Linked DNA regions of Pan troglodytes: region 2 is linked to region 1. Evidence: chromatin contacts called from public HiChIP or PLAC-seq data. All regions are on one chromosome and are shown on one strand. The core of a region is the stretch at or near the end of the contact, and the rest is flanking DNA. Distances in the headings are between cores, read along the strand shown. Region 1 holds the start of SLC12A5 (solute carrier family 12 member 5). Region 2 holds the start of SLC35C2 (solute carrier family 35 member C2).

What was found. HiChIP or PLAC-seq counts read pairs in DNA pulled down with a chosen protein or histone mark.
Region 2: a contact with region 1 is called in an H3K4me3 HiChIP or PLAC-seq map of stem cell-derived excitatory neurons, with 4 times the contacts expected there. The contact joins the promoter of SLC35C2 here to the promoter of SLC12A5 in region 1. A contact is called at or near these places in 1 of 7 Hi-C or Micro-C datasets (stem cell-derived neural progenitor cells) and 1 of 1 datasets of contacts at active chromatin or transcription factors (stem cell-derived excitatory neurons).

The regions. Positions count from the first base shown.
Region 1 is chr21:52,285,003-52,288,298 of NHGRI_mPanTro3-v2.0_pri, reverse strand. It overlaps SLC12A5 (solute carrier family 12 member 5), which reads right to left and starts at 1,761. Exons shown (of 26, transcript XM_016938021.2): 1 at 1,641-1,761. The coding sequence starts at 1,761.
Region 2 is chr21:52,627,082-52,630,377 of NHGRI_mPanTro3-v2.0_pri, reverse strand. It overlaps SLC35C2 (solute carrier family 35 member C2), which reads left to right and starts at 1,581. Exons shown (of 10, transcript NM_001280116.1): 1 at 1,581-1,649.

The DNA of each region.
Region 1 (3,296 bases), core at 512-3,011:
TGGCCATGTGAGGCTCGGAGCAGGGCGATGATGACAGAGGGGGGACCGATGCTGCCAGATTCAGGATAAGTTTCAGAGGTGAATGGCCAAGACGTGGGGATCAGTTGGATTTGCTGGAAAGAAAAAAGGAAGGGTTGAGAATGGCTCCAGAATTTCTGACTTTCAAACCTGGGAGGCTGGTAAGGTCATTCATGAAAATGAGAAAAGAGATTATGAGAAAGATGAAGAGTGGAAGGAGCCCAAGAAATCCAAGTGGCCACAACCAGGAGGCGTTCGGTTCCCGGGACTGGGGCCATTCGGAATTCCAGGCCTCAATTTGGTCATCTGTACAATGAGGAGGTCCGCCAGATAACCCCCTAAGGGTTACTCTAGGGGGTTCGGCGCTTGGGTTTGCTTCGGGGCGAGCTCACCTGCGGCTCGGCAGCGACCCCTGGCGGTCTGGGGAGGCTTCTTCTCCTCCTCCTCCTCCTCCTCCTCCTCCTCCTCCTCCTCCTCCTCCTCCTCCTCTTCCTCCTCCTCCTCCTCCTCCTCTTCCTCCTCCTCCTCCTCCTCCTCTTCCTCCTCCTCCTCCTCCTCCTCCTCCCCTCGCTGGGGCCACTACAAGCCGATTCGCCTTGTTCCTTCCAGACCCGAGGGCCTCAGAGCCAGGGAGAGGACCCCTGATGAGTGCCCCCTGAGGGGAGACTGTGCACGCACCCAGGATGCTACTTCTCCACCGAAGGCCAGAAGGATCTTTCCCCTCCCCTATACTCTGTGCCCTGCGTGTAACTTCCATTACAAGACCCTGCACAGGGCCCGCGAGGAAGACGCCCCCAACCCCACCTGAGCTGGCTCCTCCCAACCCTTACGGAGCTCGAGCAGACAAGGAGCTAAGTGGGTCCCCAAGAGTCGGGATCAGCGACCCTACGGCATCCTCCCTGAATCTCGCTGCCCAGGATCCATACTAACTTCCCTGCCTCCCGTCTCCTTCCCGGGATCCCCAGTCGCTGTCCGCTAAGCCTCCAGGGAGCTAGAGGATTGGAGGATCCGCCAGGCACCGAGGACCCGCTGACCTGGCACCTGCCTCGGCAAACCTGACTCAGTTTTCCTCCCGCCCTCGACCCCACCCCCCTCCCAGGCCCCACTCCCATCCTCCTGGCCCAACTCATTCCCTACTGGTCCCGCCCTTTCCTGACCCCAAACCAACCTAGTCCCGCCGCCTCCCCTTTAGGGGCTCCTGACCATCCCCCTTCAACACACAGCCCCCTTTTTCCCTAGTTCCACCTCCTCACTCTGGTCCCGCTCCCTACTCGAGATGTCCCCGCCCCTTTAGTGCCCTACGGCCTACTCTCCACCTTGACCCCGGCCCTTCCATCACCAGACCCGCCCCCTTCGCCTCCGTCCAAACCCCTTCCCTGGCCCCACCCCTTTCCCTTGTGGCCACGCCCACCTCGCGTTTGGCCCCTCCCCCTCCACACTTTGCGTTACGCGGCCCCGGCCCCTTGGTTTCCTAGTCCTGGCTCCATTCCCCTCTCAGGCCTAGGGCTGGGACCCCTCCCCGCCCCCGGTCTTGGCCCTGCCCCCTTCAACAGACGGTCCGCCCCGGCCCCTCCCCCTCGTCCCGCCCGGCCCTGGCAGGCCCCGCCCCCTGCGGCCTCTACCTTTGACGTCTTCCCCCGGGAGGTGGCGGGGGTCTGCGACCGAATGCCGGCGGGACTCTGGGTCAGGGCTTCTGGCGGGCCCTGCGGGGGGCAGCGAGGTGACCGTGAACCTGCGGCTCATGGCGCGGAAAGGAGCCAGGCGGCCGCGGCAAGGGCCGGGATCGCACAAGTGGCTGCAACCAGGCTCTAGGAGGGAGAAAGAGCGGATCCCCCAACCCCCTCCGCCCGCCCGCCCCCCGCGAGACGCGGCGCCGCGCAGGGTCCTAGTGCCCGCTGTGCGAAGGGTTCCTGAATCTGGCCACTTCGCTGGGAGGCCCTGGGCTCCCCAATGCCACCCGAAGGGCCTGAGGAGGCCATCTGCAGGTGAGAGTCGTCCCTACAACGGGGGCACCTCTGTTAGGGTCTCCTAAACACCTGGGGCTCATTCATTCATTCATTCATTCGGCACATGTCGATAGCGCTCCTGTGTTTCGGTCAATGGTGCGAGGGATACGTCGGTGGATGAGATCAACTGGCTTCTTGCCCTCAAGTGGCTTAAATTCTAATAAGGAGAAAAAGATTATAAGTGAGCAAATGCATAGATGAGATCATTTGAGATTGGGTGTATGTTTAAAACTAGGGCCATGGGATAATGGGTAAGAGGGAGGACTACTTTAGGGGTGGCCTGAGAAGGCCTCCTAGAAGATGTGGTATTTGAGCTGAGACCTCACTGATGAGAAGGGCCAGCTATGCAAAGATCTAGGGGGAAGAGTTCTCTAGAAGAAGAAACAGCAAATGCAGAGCCTTGGAGTGAGAAGGAGTCCCGACTGTCCAAGAAACAGCAAGGCCATTGTGTCTGGAAGAGAGTGAGTGGAGAAGAGAGTGACTGGAGATGAGGGAGGAGAGAAGGGCAGATCATGTGGTCTTCTGAAGGCTTTGGGGAGGAGCCTGGATTTTTTGAGCAGGGGAATGATGTGATCCAATTTATAATTTAACAGGATCATTCTGGCTGCTGGGCGAAGGTTCAACTAAAGAATGGCAAGAGTAGAAGCTGGAAATCTAATTAGGAGGCTCCTGCAGACCCCAAGCTGGGGGGTGATGACAGCCAGACTAGAGTGGTGGCAGTTGTCTGATTCCAGTTAGGTTTTGAAAGTGAAACCATCAGGACCCACTGATGGATCGGATGTGACACGTGACCATAAGAGTGAAGTCAAGGAGAAATCCTGGCAATTCACACACTGCTGGTGGGAGTGTAGTTAGGCAAAAACTACTTTGGGAAACTATTTGGAAACATCTACTGAAGGTGAACATACACATATCCTTCAACCCAGCAGTTTTTCTCCTAGGTATATACCCGAAAGAAATGACTACTTGTGATCACCAAAAGACATTTACCATGAATGTTCATAGGGGCATTGTTCATAATAGCCCCAAATTGGAATCTACCAAATGCTTGTCAACAGTAAAATAGAGAAATAAGTCGTAGTACCTTCACACAATGGAATACCATCTACAATTCTCAGAACAATATGGATGAATCTCACAAATAGAACCTTGATAAAAAAGAGTCCAGACACAAAAGAATACATACCCTATAACACTATTTAAATACAGTAAAAAATAGTCAAAGTCTATCTAAGCTGTTAGAAGTAATGATAGTGGCACTGGGCGCAGTGG
Region 2 (3,296 bases), core at 332-2,831, 340 kb before region 1:
AGGGTGTGAGGGCAAGCTCTTTCAAAAGGCATAGAAAGTGCATGCAATACAAGCCTGAGGACTGAATAAAGCCAAGACCTTGGGCAGTGATGGGTACCATTGTAGGTGCTTGGTAAGCACTCAATGAACTAATGCCTGCATGATGCCAGCTGGCGGCGGTGACAGCCGCAGTTTGCATAAAACACTGCTTACACTCTGGCCTGGAGCCTTCTGTTCAGAGGGGCCAGGGATCCCAGCTGAGTCACTTGTAAGGATCCATGTTTGCAGCTGGTCTTACTGCCAGAGAGCCCAGGAGGAGGCTAGAGGAGGGCAAAAGGCACAAAACTGGGTCTGAATGTGCAACCCTAGCTTGCCCTGGCCTAACATTCTTGACTGCAAATGCTGCCCTTTTAATCCATCCCGCAAGATGAAGAAAATCTGAACTCCCTAGGCTGGCATTTTGGGGCCACTGCAACCTGCCTCTTGGCTACTTTAACCACCACAGTTATAAACAACCTGTGAGCCCCAGGCACGGCTGGACCTTTCTCACCCTCCTTTAGGATTCTCCCATTTCCTCTATCTGGGATGCTCTCTCCCTACTCAACCTATTGAAGTTGAGATAACTCTTAGAAAGTTTCATACAGAAAATATTTCACAAATGTTTCGTATTACTTCTGGATCGCCCAAGTTTTAAGTTGTAATGGCCCCAGCTCGCCTGAGCTCCCAGAAGAAAAAGCCCATGAGATACTTATCTTCGTGGTTCATTCCATGGTTGCCCAGCATTAGACTGGACATAAGAAAAACAATTTGTTCAGTAAAAGTAAACAAGTTACCATTTTTTGGATGCTCACTGTATGCAGAACACTAGCAGTCACCGGGGTTCCAAAGCAAGCCCCTGATTGAGCGCGGGAGAGACGCAGACAATTACACGGCTGTGCTCTGAGCCTGAGGGACTTCGCGGAGGACAAAACTACGCTGTACCTCAGAAAGACCAGACCACCTCAGAACCCGACCACAACAGACGCCCCGCCCCCGTGCTGCCCCGCCCCCGTGCTGCCCCGCCCCGTCTTTTCGCCCCGGCTCCGCCCAGCCCCTGGGTAGCTTCCGGCGGAAGTTACCGCCCGTGCCGCGGTTCGGCGGCGGCATCCGGCCTCGCACTTCCGGTGGGAAGATTCCGGCCTGGAGCTCCCAGGGCCGAGGTGAGTGGGTGCGCGGCCGGCCTCCCGGCGCACTCCCAGAGGCTGGGGGGCCGGGGCTGGAGACGGGAAGCGGGCTCCCCGCCCGGGAAATGCGCGGGTTGACATGGGGTACGCCACGCCCCTGCCCCTCCCCGGGCCTCAGTTTCGCCGTCTGTGGAGAGGGCAGGGGTCTCCAAGCGCCCTCCTGCAAGGCACCTGCCGGACGCCGGCTCATCTGGTATTTCCTGAGCACCTGCGACGTCCTGGGTGCGGGACCCGGGCCGGAATCGGACACGGCTCTGCCCTCTGAGAGGCTGCTTCCCGCGGTGGGATTGGGGCGGGCAGTAAACACGTGAGCAAACAAGGAAACGTCAGAGGTGGGAGTGCCACGAGGATTGGGAGGGGTGGGGCATTGGAGAAAGTATTCAGCCAAGCGGAGGTCTGCGGAAGGGAGCTGAAGGCAGGAAGAGCAGCAAGTAAAGAAAAACACAGGTTTGATGTGTTTGACACGTGGCAGGGGGCCGCTGTGGCGGGTGCTGGGACCGGTGGCAGAAGAATGAGGTTACAGAGGCCTTCCTTGTGGACCAGGCTGAGGAGCTGGGCTTAGCCTTAGGGCATGATCTGTTTCGTGTACCATCTCTCTGGCTGCTTTATAGATTCCAGGCCTTAGGGGCGAAAGAGGAAACGGGGAGACCAGTTAGACCAGTGGCAGTCAGCAGGTGAAAGATAATTGTGGCTTAGACTGTGGTAGTGGGAATGGAGAGGAAGAGAAGTAGAGGGGTCAAGAAGTGTATTGAAAGTGGAACTGACAGGGCAGGATTTGAGAAATGACAGAAATAAGTGGTCAAAGATGACTTCATCATAGATTTTTGGTTTTGGCTTAAGTAACCAAGTGTATTATGCTGGCATTTACTAAATGACTTTGGGATAGATTGGGAGCGTGAGAAATAATTACGAAATCTTCTTAGGGCATCTTAAGTTTTAGATATTTGGAGTGCAGCTACCAAATAGGCAGTTAGATATATGAGTCTGATACAGAAAAGATCAGGGCTGATGTAAAGAATTTAGAAATCATTGGCAAGTGGATTGGGTAGGATGAGATTATGTAGGGTAAGATTTAAGAGAGAAGAGAAGCCAGGTTCCAAGCTCTAGGCACCCAATTTTTATAGATTGAGTTGACAAGAAGGTGCCAGCAAAAAAGACCAATAAAGAGTCCAGAAAAGCAGAAGAAAAACCAGGAGAATGTGGTATCGTGGCACCCAAGAGAAGGTTTTTTCTAGGAGGAGGAAGTGATCCATTGTGTAAGGTAAGAATAGAGACTAAGCCGGCCCGGCACGGTGGCTCACGCCTGTAATCCCAGGACTTTGGGAGGCCAAGGCGGGCAGATCACCTGAGGTCGGGAGTTCGAGACCAGCCTGACCAACATGGAGAAACCCTGTCTCCACTAAAAATACAAAATTAGCCGGGCATGGTGGCACATGCCTGTATTCCCAGCTCCTCGGGAGCCTGAGGCGGGAGAATCACTTGAACCCGGGAGGCGGAGGTTGCGGTGAGCCGAGATCACGCCATTGCACTCCAGCCTTGAAACTCCATCTCAAAACAACAACAACAACAACAAAAAGAGTAGAGATTAAGCCTTTGAAGGGGCAGCAGGGAGGAGGGTGTGGTGACTCACTGGAGCAGTGGAGATGGGCTGAAGTGAGAGCAGGGGGTGAAGGAGTTGGACTGGCAGTGCAGGGTCCTCTGGGGAAGTTTCACTGTTAAGGGGACCAGGAGGGGAGTAAGCCTCTACCATGAGCTAGCATTTAATGCTGTACCTGATGCCACTTTACAGTTGGAGAAACTGAGTCCAGAGGTCAAGTAACTTAGGGTCACACAGTAGTGAGTAGGGACACCAGGATTTGATTCTCAGTGTCTAACTCCAAAGCCCACACTCTTAAGCACTAAACCATGCTGCCCAAGTTACAGTTAGGAAGATGGAGGGAAGCAGGTGTGGCAGTGATGCACCAGCCAGCCTTACCTTGATGTGACTGCTGCCCCCAGCTAAGCTGCTCTCTGTGGAAAGTGGGGCAGAATATGGACTTTCCTTCCTGAGCAAATGAGATTTCAAAAAGAGTTGTTTACTCCTTTAAATCTTGT